Linked DNA regions of Sus scrofa: region 2 is linked to region 1. A link is a contact called in public HiChIP or PLAC-seq data. All regions are on one chromosome and are shown on one strand. Each heading gives the region's core, a stretch centred on a gene start, on an enhancer-like site or on the middle of the called end of the contact. The rest is flanking DNA. Distances are from core to core; before and after follow the strand shown. Region 1 overlaps SMAD1 (SMAD family member 1). Region 2 has its middle 79 kb from the start of OTUD4.

The links. HiChIP or PLAC-seq counts read pairs in DNA pulled down with a chosen protein or histone mark.
Region 2: an H3K27ac HiChIP or PLAC-seq map of skeletal muscle shows a contact between it and region 1. The contact joins two enhancer-like sites. A contact is called at or near these places in 2 of 47 Hi-C or Micro-C datasets (embryonic fibroblasts and epiblast stem cells) and 1 of 2 datasets of contacts at active chromatin or transcription factors (skeletal muscle).

The regions. Positions count from the first base shown.
Region 1 is chr8:82,937,290-82,943,782 of Sscrofa11.1, reverse strand. All of the region lies in intron 2 of SMAD1 (SMAD family member 1), which reads left to right. The region is part of intron 6 of LOC102165892 (a long non-coding RNA gene); the gene reads right to left. Among named protein-coding and RNA genes, the nearest start is that of SMAD1, 47 kb to the left of the region's middle. Within about 2 kb of position 2,267, at least 22 of the 83 cell types and tissues checked have an H3K27ac peak or open chromatin away from gene starts, as enhancers often do. A contact at or near this core is called in skeletal muscle, where this site is marked.
Region 2 is chr8:83,158,151-83,164,643 of Sscrofa11.1, reverse strand. It overlaps the pseudogene LOC100524324. Among named protein-coding and RNA genes, the nearest start is that of OTUD4, 79 kb to the left of the region's middle. Within about 2 kb of position 2,818, at least 4 of the 83 cell types and tissues checked have an H3K27ac peak or open chromatin away from gene starts, as enhancers often do. A contact at or near this core is called in skeletal muscle, where this site is marked.

The sequences.
Region 1 (6,493 bases), core at 1,018-3,517:
ATGGATAGTAGTTAGATTCATTACCACTGAGCCACGACAGGACCTCCTCTATATTATTCCAATTTAATCTGAATATCTGAGAGTTGAGACGGACACTGTATAGAGTTTTAGAGGTGAAAAGGGATGATTTCTAGAAATCTGACTTCAGGTGAGAAAATTTAAGTTCAAGTTCCACAACTGGTTAGAGACATAGACGGTGCAAGAGGTCTGGGATTGTGTTGGCAACAAATAAAGTACCCCTCATCTTCCCCACCCAGGCTGTATTCCTATATTCCCGACTTGGAGGTCTGATTTGCTTTGTCTGGGGTGAAGTACAGGAATCTGCCTTTTAAATAAGTGTCTGGCTAATTCAGATGCAAAAGCCTGAGGGCTGTACTTTGAGGAAGACTGATCTATATTGATCAGCTTATAACAAGCAGTTCAAGAAGAGTCATGCAATTCACAAATATACATTGATTGAGAAAACATTTATTAGGGACCTATTATATGCCGAGCACTGGATGATACAGAAGAAAGAAAACTCAGTTCTGCTCCCAAGGGGCTTATGGTCTGGGGGAAGTAAAGTCAAATTAGCAACAAAATGTTGTAGATGCTGCGATGATTTAAGCCGCAATGGGGCACAAAGAGTTCATTTCCACTGGAGAGGGAGGGGGGAGAAAAACCAAGAAGAACCCCATGGAGAAGATGACATTGGAACTGACACTTGGAAGTATGTCAGTGAGCAAAGGTACAGGAGGAATGACCCAGCAGATGGAAACTGCTAGAAGCTTGAGGTAGCTGGGTGAAGAGCAGGGTTGAAAGGACAGTGACCCCGAAAGATAGGTGGGAACAGGAATCTGCAGTAGGTTATGGAGTCTTAGCGGATGTCCTGTGGAGGCATAAATCTCACAGATAAGATGTATTTCAGGGGACTTGTCTGTGGTACAAAAAGGGACACTCATTGGCCTGGATTATCTAGGAGGTTGGGTTCTCAGAAGTTGATTTAGGCCCTTTTAAGGTAAATGGAAGATTTTTGCAGATACTTTGATTGAATACAGTTCATTTCTCTGTTTAAATTTTCTTCGCTGGAGTTCCCGTCGTGGCTTAGTGATTAATGAATCCGACCAGGAACTGTGAGGTTGCGGGTTCGATCCCTGGCCTTGCTCAGTCGGTTAAGGATCTGGTGTTGTTGTGAGCTGTGGTGTAGGTCGCACACTTGGCTCAGATCTGGCGTTGCTATGGCTGTGGTGTAGGCCAGAGGCTACAGCTCTGATTAGACTCCTAGCCTGGGAACGTCCATATGCTGCGGGTGTGCGGCCCTAGAAAAGACAAAAAAAAAAAAGACAAAAAAATTTTTTTTCTTCATATATTTGTCTTCCATTCATGTATTTCTACTCAAGAGTAATTAATATACTCCTCAAAAATAAATACAAAGTTGCTACCTTTAGGCAAAAATCACAGTAACTTTTAAAAAGATGGTCCCTCAAAAAAATTCAACCGAAGACTGGAAAGAGAATTTTAAAAGCAACCTCCACTCTGTCTTTTCAGTTTTGTGGCACTGAGTGCTGTAGTCTGGTGGTTATGAGCAGACCTTGATCCAAACTCTGGCCCTCGGCTCAGCAGCTGCGTGACCTTGGACGTGTCCCAGAGCTGGGCTGGGCCCGCTTCCTCATCTGCTGAGAGAATTCAGGGATCTGCCGTGAGCTCCACGTGCACAGAGACCATGGCTGCCCATTTACACCTGCCGTGCCCACCCAGAGCCTCGCCCGGGGTCAGTATTCAATGGGCGTGTATGTGCTACCCAGGGAACGTTATCTAATATCACTGCAAACCTTCCCTCTGCCGCCCCACCAGTAAGCAGGCAGAAAGATAAAGGGCCACCTCTCAGGGATTTGGGGCTATGTTTGCATTAAAATTTAACCTCCGTGGAAGGTTCTGAGACGCTTTTTTCTTCATTCAGTGTATTTTCTCGGACGTATCTTGAGGGTAAGGCATTTTATTTCATGAGTGCGTATACTATTAACTTTTAAGTGGTCTTACCCTCTCCTCCACTCTCTCCTGGAAATGCTTCTGTTTAGAAGGTCACTGAACACACACTGTATCTGGGGACATCTGTCTAGGGTAGATACTATCCTGGGCACAGCTGCTCTGGCAGCCTGGCCGCCTGCTCTCCCTCCTCCTGCCCCCACCTGACCTGTTTTTAAATGCTGAACCTACTCTCAGGCCATCCTCCTGTTGGCGTTGGCTCTGAGCCACCTTCCCGCTCATGGGTGACCTCACTGGCTGACCTGAAACCCGCTGGGATGGGGGCTGGCACTGAACTCCGAGGCTCCAGATGTCCCCAAGGCAGGAGCTGCAGCAGTCAGCGGATGGCACAGCTTCAGGCAGGAAGGCCCTTGGAATTTGAGATGCTAGGAAACTGAGAGACTTGCTCAAAGTCACAAAAGTAATAATCATTGCAGCCAGAGCTAGAGCTCAGACCTCTGGACCCTTACCTAAATTCGTTTTCCGAGTCTTCAGAGCTAAAGGGCATTTGTGTACCATGGGGTCACAGCTGGCTTATTTGCTATCATGTCTCTGTGGATAAACATAGGCAGAGACCTGGTAGCTTTGTTATTAGAACTCTCTTGTGTGTTTTGTTTGAGAAAAATAAAAAACAAAAAAACAAAACCTTGTTCATGAACATTTGGCAGATCACAACCTTTTCAGCCTTAGTCTGGTCACTAGACTACACTGATGACTTGGTCATAGAATTGCAAAGAGTATTCAGAGTCTCAGATCTAGAGGGTGTGCGGGAGTGCTTTCCAAAACTCAGCCCCTCCCTCCCATTTTAGCTGTTTCTTTTTCATTCCTTTTCCTTGTGCCTCGGTAACCCAGAAAAGCTGAGTCCAGTCTCAGAATCACAAATGTTTCCTAAAACAAAGATACCTTCTAACACTTGTTAGTTTAGTTTCTCTGTAGACTAGAAAAGTGATACATTTTTTAAAGAAAGAGATGCATAAATGCCTCGAAAAGTGGAGGTTTTACATCACCAAAAAAAGAGGCAGAAATCTGACTTTTTTCCTCCCAAAAGGTCAAGAAAAGGCAGGAAGAAAGCTTCCTCCTTTTAAAGACACACAGCAATTATTAGTGATTTTTCAGTGGGTAGAGAGGTATGGTGAATGCCCTCAGAGCCCTCCTTGCGTCCCTCCGCCCCCAGGATGCACATGAAGAGGTGATGTGGCAGAGCTCAGGGTTGGTTTGTTTTCTTTAACCAGGGTTAGAACTCTTAGAATATAGGACTGACTCAAGTCTGATTTTTAAATGATTCCAGTCAACAATTTATGTGTGTGTAGGAAGGGTTCTAACAGGGGGCTCCTCTTTCAAAGGAGATTCTTATCATTCAAATCAGCCAGTTGGGATCAGCCCTTAAAGGGCAGCTTTAGTCATTCTCTCAAGTTGCCAAGTAGGAGTGACCTTATCAGTGTGCTGAGGAAAAGGGCCCCCACAAGAGTCAGTGCTCCCACGTTTCTGGTTTCCCTAGGATAGAAATAGACTGAAACATGGAAAGAGATATTAAGAGGAAGGCATTCCTCAGCCTCACCCCCTTCCTACATCTGACTTGAGTTAGGCCTACAGTTTGCAAATCCTAGTTCTTGCAGCTGGATAATCAACCTCTCACACAAGAAGGAAGAATTGCACATAGGCTTGTTTAAATATAAGATCGTCCTTCTGCATATTGATTCTTTCCTTGTCCCCAGTAGAAATCTTCATATTGAAGTATTGCTGAAGAGAAGGAGCCAGGACTAGGGTGGGGGTGGGGAGACGTGGCAGAGAGCAGAGCCTGTCCTTTGGGATGCCACACAGCCCAGAGAGAGGCACCTGAGCCTTGTCATCTTAGGGCAGCTGGGGTGTGGAGGCTTAACCTGCCAACTTGCTTCCGCACGTCTCTCCTCTGCCGCGTGACTACTTTCTTGGACTTTCAGACCCCAGACCCATATCTTTACTGAATTTAATTCATTATTATTTATAGTTCAGATGACCATAAAGTTTATTGCCCAAACCAGGACACTTTTGAGAGTGACAGGGTGTCCTGTTAATAATTCCATCCAAGGAAGTCCCATCATGGCTCACCAGTAACGAATCCAACTGGTATCCATGAGGACACAGGTTGGATCCCTGGCCTCACTCAGTAGCTCGGATCCAGCATTGCTGTGGCTGTGGTGTAGGCAGGCAGCTATAGCTCTGATTCGACCCCTAACCTGGGAACTTCCATATGCCAAGGGTTATGCCCTAAAAAGCCAAGAAGAAGAAGAAGAAGAAGAAGAAGAAGAAGAAGAAGAAGAAGAAAATCCCATCTGTTCCAGGAAGACTGGGATTGTCCCAGGGAAACCAGAATACTGACACTTCTTCAAACTATACACGTCAGATTGGATCAGCCTTCACCTATTAGCATCATCAAGGAGTTAGAAGCATCTCATAACTGAACTTAGTCAGTTAGCCTGGAGTTTTCTCCTTTGACTTGAGTAACCTTAACTTTAATCTGCCCAGAAACACTTCTGGAATTTATTCTACTCATCCGTCCCTTAAACTGTACAGGACCTAATTTAACATTCTTGGAAAGGTAGTCATCGAGACGGGACAGAACCTCAGTGGTTGAGAGTGCTCATTGCCTTTGTTTTGAATCTCAACTCTGGACCCTTTCTCTGTGACCTTAGGTACGTTATCCCTCTGGCACCCTTATTTGCAAAGTGTGATAATATGCTCAGCATGGTTCCAGGCTTCAAGTAAATATCTGTGGTGTTAATATGTGTTCGGTAGAGCGTGGTGATCACCTAAAAATCAGTTGGGCAAACATCTCCTTGCTTCTACATAAGTACTCTTAGTTCTAGAGTCTAGTTTATTACCTTAGCTGCCTCCCTCCTTGCTGGTACCAGTCACTTTTTACTATAATTTTCCGAACAGTAACTTGCTAGACTTGTGATGCTGAGTAAGTAGGAAATCCATACATTTAAACTGCGGTACGTCCACCCAGCCCAGTGCAGTGCCACGCCAGGTACTCAGAGCCACAGGTAACATGGCAGCCACCTCTTCCTGGAGGGTCGGTTTTACTTGATTATAAGTTATTTAAGATATCGCTTCTATATTTGATAAGTAATGAAGAGTAGAGCATAAAATGTTTTTAAGTTGGTTAAAATAACTCAAAATGTCAGTGTAATTTCAGTTCCCTTGGAAACCCTGGGGCCCTAGGTAGGTTTACTTGCCTCTGTCACTCATGCTTACATTGGTGGAAAATGTTGAGAAATCTCAGGAAAATGTCTCTCAGAAAGATTCTGAGGGTAATTTGAGAGGGTTTGAGGCACAGGTTGCTGTCCTTGTTAGAGGCTTAAATTGAACTTTAGGTAAATTTGACAGAAATGTCCGCTTCCAAGAGGATATCCGTTTATTTTTTACCTGCAGTTCTGCTTATTAACTTTGAACAGCCCATAGAAGGCACCGTATGTCTTAAACGTCATCAGCACTTGAGAGCGAGACCTGCAGCTCTTTACTTTCGGTATCTTCACTTGGTTTTCACTATAGGAGCTAGTGTATCTGTGAGAGCGAACCAGGGATTCTGAATTGGGAGATGTACATTTTATAGCCCCAGAAGTAGAGAAAGTGGGATAAAACTCTTTTAACTGGGCATGCGATATGCTTTGAAGCTCAGTGTCATGGTTCCCAAACGTTGAAGACGGGATTGGAAAAGGATAGATAATAGAACATTTTAGCCATTTTTGTACATTAGCAAAAGACAATTTTAAGTTGCTTCTTCACATTTATTTTTTGAACGGGCTTTTTTTTTTTTTTTTTTTTTTTTTTTTTTATGGCTGCACCTGTGGCACATGGAGCTTCCTAGGCTAGGGGTCCAATTGGAACTGTAACCACTGACCTAGGCCACAGCCACAGCAACGTGGGATCTGAGCTGCATCTGCGACCTACACCACAGCTCACAGCAATGCTGGATCCCTAACCCACTGAGCAAGGCCAGGGATTGAACCCACAACCTCACGGTTCCTAGTCAGATTCGTTAACCACTGAGCCACGACAGGAACTGCTGAACAGGCTTTATTAAGGAATTATTGGCTTAGAATAAACTACACAGGTTTAAAATGTACAGTATGAGGAGTTCCCATCGTGGCTCAGCAGAAACGTATCTGACTAGCATCCATGAGGACGCAGGTTTGATCCCTGGCCTCGCTCAGTGGGTTAAGGATCCGACGTTGCTGTGAGCTCTGGTGTAGGTCGCAGATGCGGCTCAGATCTGGCATTGCTGTAGCTGTGGCGTAGGCTGGTGACTACAGCTCCAATTCGACCCCTAGCCTGGGAACCTCCATATGCTGTGGGTGCGGCTCTAAAAAGACTAAATAAGTAATAAATAAAATGTACAGGATGATTAGTTGTGACATACATGTGAAAGCATCGCCACAGTCAAGATGATGAACATACTCAACACCCACAAAAGCTTGTTCCTGTACCTTTGCAACCCTGGCCCTCA
Region 2 (6,493 bases), core at 1,569-4,068, 220 kb before region 1:
CAAAGGCACGTATTAGCTTTTGTTTCTCTTACTCTCCATGCTCTGTCCCTGAGGAAAATCATATCCCCAGGAAGCAATATAACTAGAAGGCAATCTTAACTTCCCCTGGAAATAGCTTTTCTGAAATATAGTAATTTACTCTCAACTTTTATAGACGTTTGCTATAGATATGAGGAATTTTTTTTAAAAAAGACCCTATTAAAATATAGTCCAATTTGTACTCTAACATCCCTTACGAAAATAATTCTTTTGGTATTTTGTGAAAGGAAATGTCTCTCTCAAATATATATATGGTATATGAGAGTTTACCATCACCATGTTGCACTATTACCACTTACGATCTTGGTTTTTTTCTTCTTGCCTTTTCATAAAGCCAAGACAGAGACACCGGCTCCTCTGACAGCTTTAACATGGATTCCAAGAATGTCTCCAACAGTATGACCTTTGCAACCAAATCCAGCAACCAGAACATCATCTTTTTCTGCAATAAAGTTCAAGCAACCATCATCAGATATGAAAGCTGTGAGTTTCTTTCTCTTCTTGACCAGCTGGTCCCTGAAACACTTCCTGATGGCAGAATTTACCTGTTTGGCTTCAACGCTGACTTCTTCTAGTAAAATTCTCTTTGCCTGTGAAATGCCTCCAAAGGGGCTGACCTTCAGGGCTGTGCCTAAATGGGTTATCATGCCCCTTCTGGTCCTGACGGGCCAGTCCTTGTGGCTGCAGAGCTTCCTGGCCATATGCGGACCTTGACACTTGCCCATCCCACTGGTGCCACAGACAGGAGCAAAAGATCTACAGAACATCTTTCACTTGTGGTAAAATACACATAGCAAAATTTACCATCTTAACCATCTTATTATTATTATTATTTTTTGTCTTTTTAGGGCCACACCCATGGCATATGGAGGTTCCCAGGCTAGGGGTCGAAACAGTCCTTTAGCTACTGGCTTATGCCACAGCCACAGCCACACCAGAGTCTGCAGCCTGCACCATAGCTCATGGCAACACCAGATCCTTAACCCACTGAGCAAGGCCAGGGATCGAACCTGCATCCTCAGATGCTAGTCAGATTCGTTTCTGCTGGGCCATGATGGGAACTCCCCATCTTAACCATCTTAAAGTTCGGTGCTGTTGTGTATATTCCCATTGGTATGCAACAAGTCTCCAGAGCCTTTCATCCTGTAAAACTGGAACTCTATGCACATTGCGACGGCTATGTGTCAACTTGACCAGAACACAGTACCCAGCTATTTGGTCAAACATTCTGGATGTTTCCTTGAGAGTGTTGTTGGATGGGATTTGTATTTAAATTGGTTGACTTTGAGTAAAGCAGACTGCTTTCCTCAATGTGGCCGGCCCTCATCCAACTACGTGAAGGCCTGAATAGAATAAAAGACTGACCTCCCCAAATAAGAAGGAATTCTGTCCACGGCCAGTCTTCAGATTTAAACTGCAACTTCGGCTTTTTCCTAGGTCTTCAGCCTGAGGGTCTACCCTACAGATTTTGGACTTGCCAGTCTCCATAAGTTCATGAGCCATTTCCTTCAGCTAGATCTCGATGTCTATAAACATCACATTGGTTCTGTTTCTCTGGAGAACCCTGGTTAATTCACCACTTAAACAACAACTACCCCTTTCTGCCTCCTCCCAGCCCCTGGCAATCATTATTCTACTTTCTGTTACTATTAATTTGACTACTCTAGTTACCTTATATAGGTGGAATCATACAGTATTTGTCGTTTTGTGACTGGCTTATTGCACGCAGCATTATGTCCTCAAAGTTCATCCAAGTTGTAGCACGTGCCAGAGTTCCTTGAATAACATTCCATTGTGTGTATATGCACATTTTGCTTATCTATTCATTTGTTGATGGACACTTGGGTTGCTTCCACCTTTGTTTGTTTGTTTGTTTTTGTTTTTTTAGGGCCACACCTGCAGCATATGGAGGTTCCCAGCCTAGGGGTCAAGTCAGAACTGTAGCCACTGGCCTATGCCACAGATCACGGCACTGTCAGATCCTTAACCCACTGAGCGAGGCCAGGGATCAAACCTACATCCTCATGGACACTAGCCGGATTCGTTTCTGCTGAGCCATGATGGGAACTCTGCTCCCATCTTTTGGTCATTGTGAGTAACACTGCGATCGACATGGGAGTGCAAATATCTCTCTGAGACCCTACTTTCAATTCTTCTGGATATATATATAAATTCAGAAGTGGAACTGCTGGATCATATGATAGTTCTATTTTTAATTTTTTGAGGAACCATTGTACTGTTTACATAGCGGGGGCATCATTTTACATTCCCACCAAGAGTATACCAGGATTCCAGTTTCTCCACATCCTTGCCAACCACTTGTTATTTCCAGCAATAATAATCCTGCAGGAACCCAAAATAATCCTTAACAGGGGTCATTTTTTGTTATGGGATAGCATTTTGTGTGGTGGGTGGGTGGGGGGGGAATGCTGATAGAAACTCAGTCTTGGAAACTATGATGTTAAGACTTGATCCGTACATAATTTAGGCGGCATCTACATAATATGCACACTATTTAGAAGCAGAAAATTCTGTCAAAAAGTTCTTTTGCCCCGTAGTACTAAATGACCACAATATCAGGTTTTGCTGTTTAGAATCTGCATACAAGCAGCCTTATTGAAGGTTTTTCTCCAGAAAATATACACGGATCATTATAAATGTCACCAAGTCATTTTGAATGGAAGAATTTTTAAGTTTGGAGGGAGTTTATAATGTAAAGCAGAAGGTGCAGACTGGCAGGCCACAAGCCAAGCCAGGCCTGCAGACTTATTCGATTTGGCCCGCACATTTTTTTTGGCTCGCACAGTGTTTCTAAAAAGTTTGAATTTGTTAGTTGACAACTTTTTCAAGGGAGAGCGTTCATACAAAAAAATCTTGATTTCTAGCTTTCTGGGGAAATCGAGCAGAGCTGGCAAGACAGGGCGTTCATTTCCACGTGGTGACAGTTGGCTGAGGCTGAGAAGCAGCTGCCCTTTCCGCCCAAGCCTGTGCTCTCCAGGTCCCCACGGTCCCCACCCGCCCTGAGACTGGGGAACGCAAGGACACTCAGGCAGCAGGCTTCTCAGTTTCAGGAACCATTTATAACTTCCTGTAACATCCAGTGGGAAGTGAGGCCCCCAGTGGGCGCTCAGCAGTTGCTGGACTGTTTACTGAATCTGATTCTTTATGTGCAAAACCTGTTTAGGATCCTTTGCTTGCTCCCTTGGAGGAAAAAGAGATAGTAAGGTGATGGCTTTAAATAAATGACGTACACAAGGAAAAGGAGTTCGACAATCCTGAGATATGGAAATACTGAAAAGAAAATAATCATGCGAATGTAATTTTTTACTAAGCATCCTAGCCTTGAACTCCTTTTTTTTTTCCATGTGAGGAAAACTGAAGGAAACAGCACCCAAGAAATGTTTCAGGCTAAGCCCTGTGTTTCATGCAAGAGAGAAACAAGGGGCAAAAGGTTAGTCAGCCGCCTTACAGTGGCAGAATTCTTGGGTTAACATAAATAGAAATAGATACAGAAAATGAGGACCATATGGTGGCGAGATCAGAGCGGCTCTGTGGGTGTGTATTTGCAAGGCCACCCACTGAGAAAAATATTCAGCTTATTGGGTCTTCGCATATTAACTCCTTTTTAATTACTGAGGCACTTGGAGAAGTTTTTTTACACTTTCAGGTGTTAGCAAATGAAAAATGTGTGAAAGAAAAATGCGGAGTTCCCATCATGGCGCAGCAGAAACGAATCCAACGAGGAACCATGAGGCTGTGAGTTCGATCCCTGACCTCGATCAGTGGGTTAAGGATCGAGTGTGGCTGTCGGTAGGTTAAGGATCCGACATGTGGTGTAGGTGGCAGACGAGGCTCAGATCCTGAGGTACGGTGGCTGTGGTGTACACCGGCAGCTGTAGCTCCAATTTGACCCCTAGCCTGAGAACCTCCATATGCCATGGGTGTGACCCTAAAAAGCAAAAAAAAAAAAAAAAAAAAAAAAAAAAGCAAACAACGTCTCCCTTTCTCTTTCTCTCTGGTGGTTGCATTGACTAAGAGAAACATGAACGTCTTATGGAAAGATGTGCCTTGATCTCCAACCCAAAACATGGTTTTTCAAGAAAACAGTTATTTAGGAGTTCCTGTTGTGGCTCAGTGGGTTGAGAACCCAACATGATGTCCGTGAGGATGTGAGTTCCATCCCTGGCCTCGCTCAGTGGGTTAAGGATCCAGCTTTGCCTCAAACTGCGGTGTAGGTCACAGATGTGGCTCAGACCCTGCATTGCTGTGGTTGTGGTGTAGGCTGGCAGCTGCAGCTCTAATTCGACCCCTGGCCCAGGAATGTCCATATGTTTCAGGTGTGGAGGGAAAAAAAAAAAGGAAAGAAAACAGTTATTTAAACCTCTGCCTGCAGCATATTTGCTATTATTCCATTGGCCAAAGTAGGTCATACAGCCAAACCCAGAATCAGTCTGGAAAGGGACTATCTCAGGGTGTGGTTTAGTGGGGTGTGCTTTCAACACCAAGGGCCTGTTCTGGAATGGATAAACAGAATATGGGTCTGTGCCTATTCTGAAAATAGACAGTTGTTGATCCTTATTAAGTTTTAATACTTTTATCCTTTTTATTAAAAATGATGCTCACCTAAAAATGCAAGAAATATAGAAACTACCAAGAGGAAAGAGAAAAATCACCCAATTCCCACAGTCTAATAAAAATCGTTTTTAAAATTTGGTGCTCAGGACTCCAGAAACCTCTCCATTTAGAAGTGGTTCTGATTCACTGAGAAGAGTCTCCAGAGACGGTAGAGGATAGTAGCCTGGACTCAACCTGAGTCATCCTCCATGCTCCCAGAACAGTTTTTGATATTTTTTTTCTTCAGAGAGTGTTTAATCTTACTTTCTATTTTTGGCTGTGCCTGTGGCATGTGGAAGTTTCCAGGCCAGGGATCAAAACCTTAGGGTGACAATGCCAGATCCTTAACCCACTGAGCCACAAGGGAACTCTGCAATAATTTTTAAATATTTTATTTTATTTTTTGTCTTTTTAGGCCTGCACCCGTGGCATATGGAATTTCCCAGGTTAGGGGTCGAATTGGAGCTGTAGCTGCCAGCCTGCGCCACAGCCATAGCAACGTGAAATCTGAGCTGTGTCTGAGACCTACATTACAGTTAACGGCAATGCCAGATCCTTAACGCACTGAGCAAGGCCAGGGATTGAACCAGGTCCTCATGGATACTAGTCGGGTTCTTAACCTGGTGAGCCACCATGGGAACTCCAAAATTTTATTTTTTTAAATTTTAAAATTGACATACAGTTGATTTACAATATTGTATGAATTTCAGGTGTATAGCATATTCAGTCTTTTTATAGCTTATATTCCATTCAAAGTTATTACAATAATGGCTATAATTCCCTGTGCTGTACAATTCATCTCTGTTGTCAGTCTATTTAGTTCTGTGTCTGTGAGCCTGTGTGCCTTGACATCAGAGTTGACAAACGTAAGAGAGTGTGAAGAGAAGAGGCAACTTCTATCCACCAAAAAAAAAAAAAAAAAAAAATCCTGCAAAAAAGGAAGCGAAGAGAGAAGAATGGAAAAATAACAACAGCTGTTCCCGGATAGAGAAGGGAGAGCAAAGTCAGATAGCCAGAGGTACATGAAAAGATACACCAGTGGAGATTTTGTGATGTGAGCTGGGCAGATTTATCAATCACATACAATGCTGAGGGCCCACAATACATTTAGAAGCCCGTGGAGATGTTTCCATTCCTTTGACATCAGAAGAAAAATAAACTCTTCAGTTAAGGAAACTGTTTCAATTTATGATATTAATATAGTTATCATTATACTGACATAGTTCTAAAATAGTCCTTTTTAATTTTTTTTATGAAGGGGCCCATGAAGGCAAAAGCACCTAGGGACGTCACCCACAGTCCTGGATTCAGGGGCATATCCCAACATATTCATATTTATTAAACATGTTTATGCCCTGCATTCTCAGGGTTTTTGCCACCTAGGATATTATTATTCCAATTTTACAAATGAGGATTTTGAAGTCTGGGAAGAAGTCAGGAGAGAGAAAGTGATGGAGTTGGGAACTGCTCCAGAAGTCCTAATTTTCAGGTCAGTCTCTCCGCACATGTGCCACAGAAAGTGGCAGATAGGGGATGGAGATCAATATGGGATTGAACGCAATAGAAACTAAACATATAAGAAGCTTTATAATTGGCCAAGTATTTCCCCAGGCACCAAACTTCTTTCCTGAGATGACACTTAGGTGCCTAAAAAAAGACAGGTAGCTCAAGAGAGCATGGAGGAACGTGAGTAGAAAGTGCTGGGTGCCCAACTAAAGACGGCTACCTACTGAATGAGCAGAAATATCTGGAAATCACATATATGATAATATCCAAACTATATAAAGAACCCACAGGATGCAATTGCAAAACAAATGAACAATCCAATTAAAACATGGGC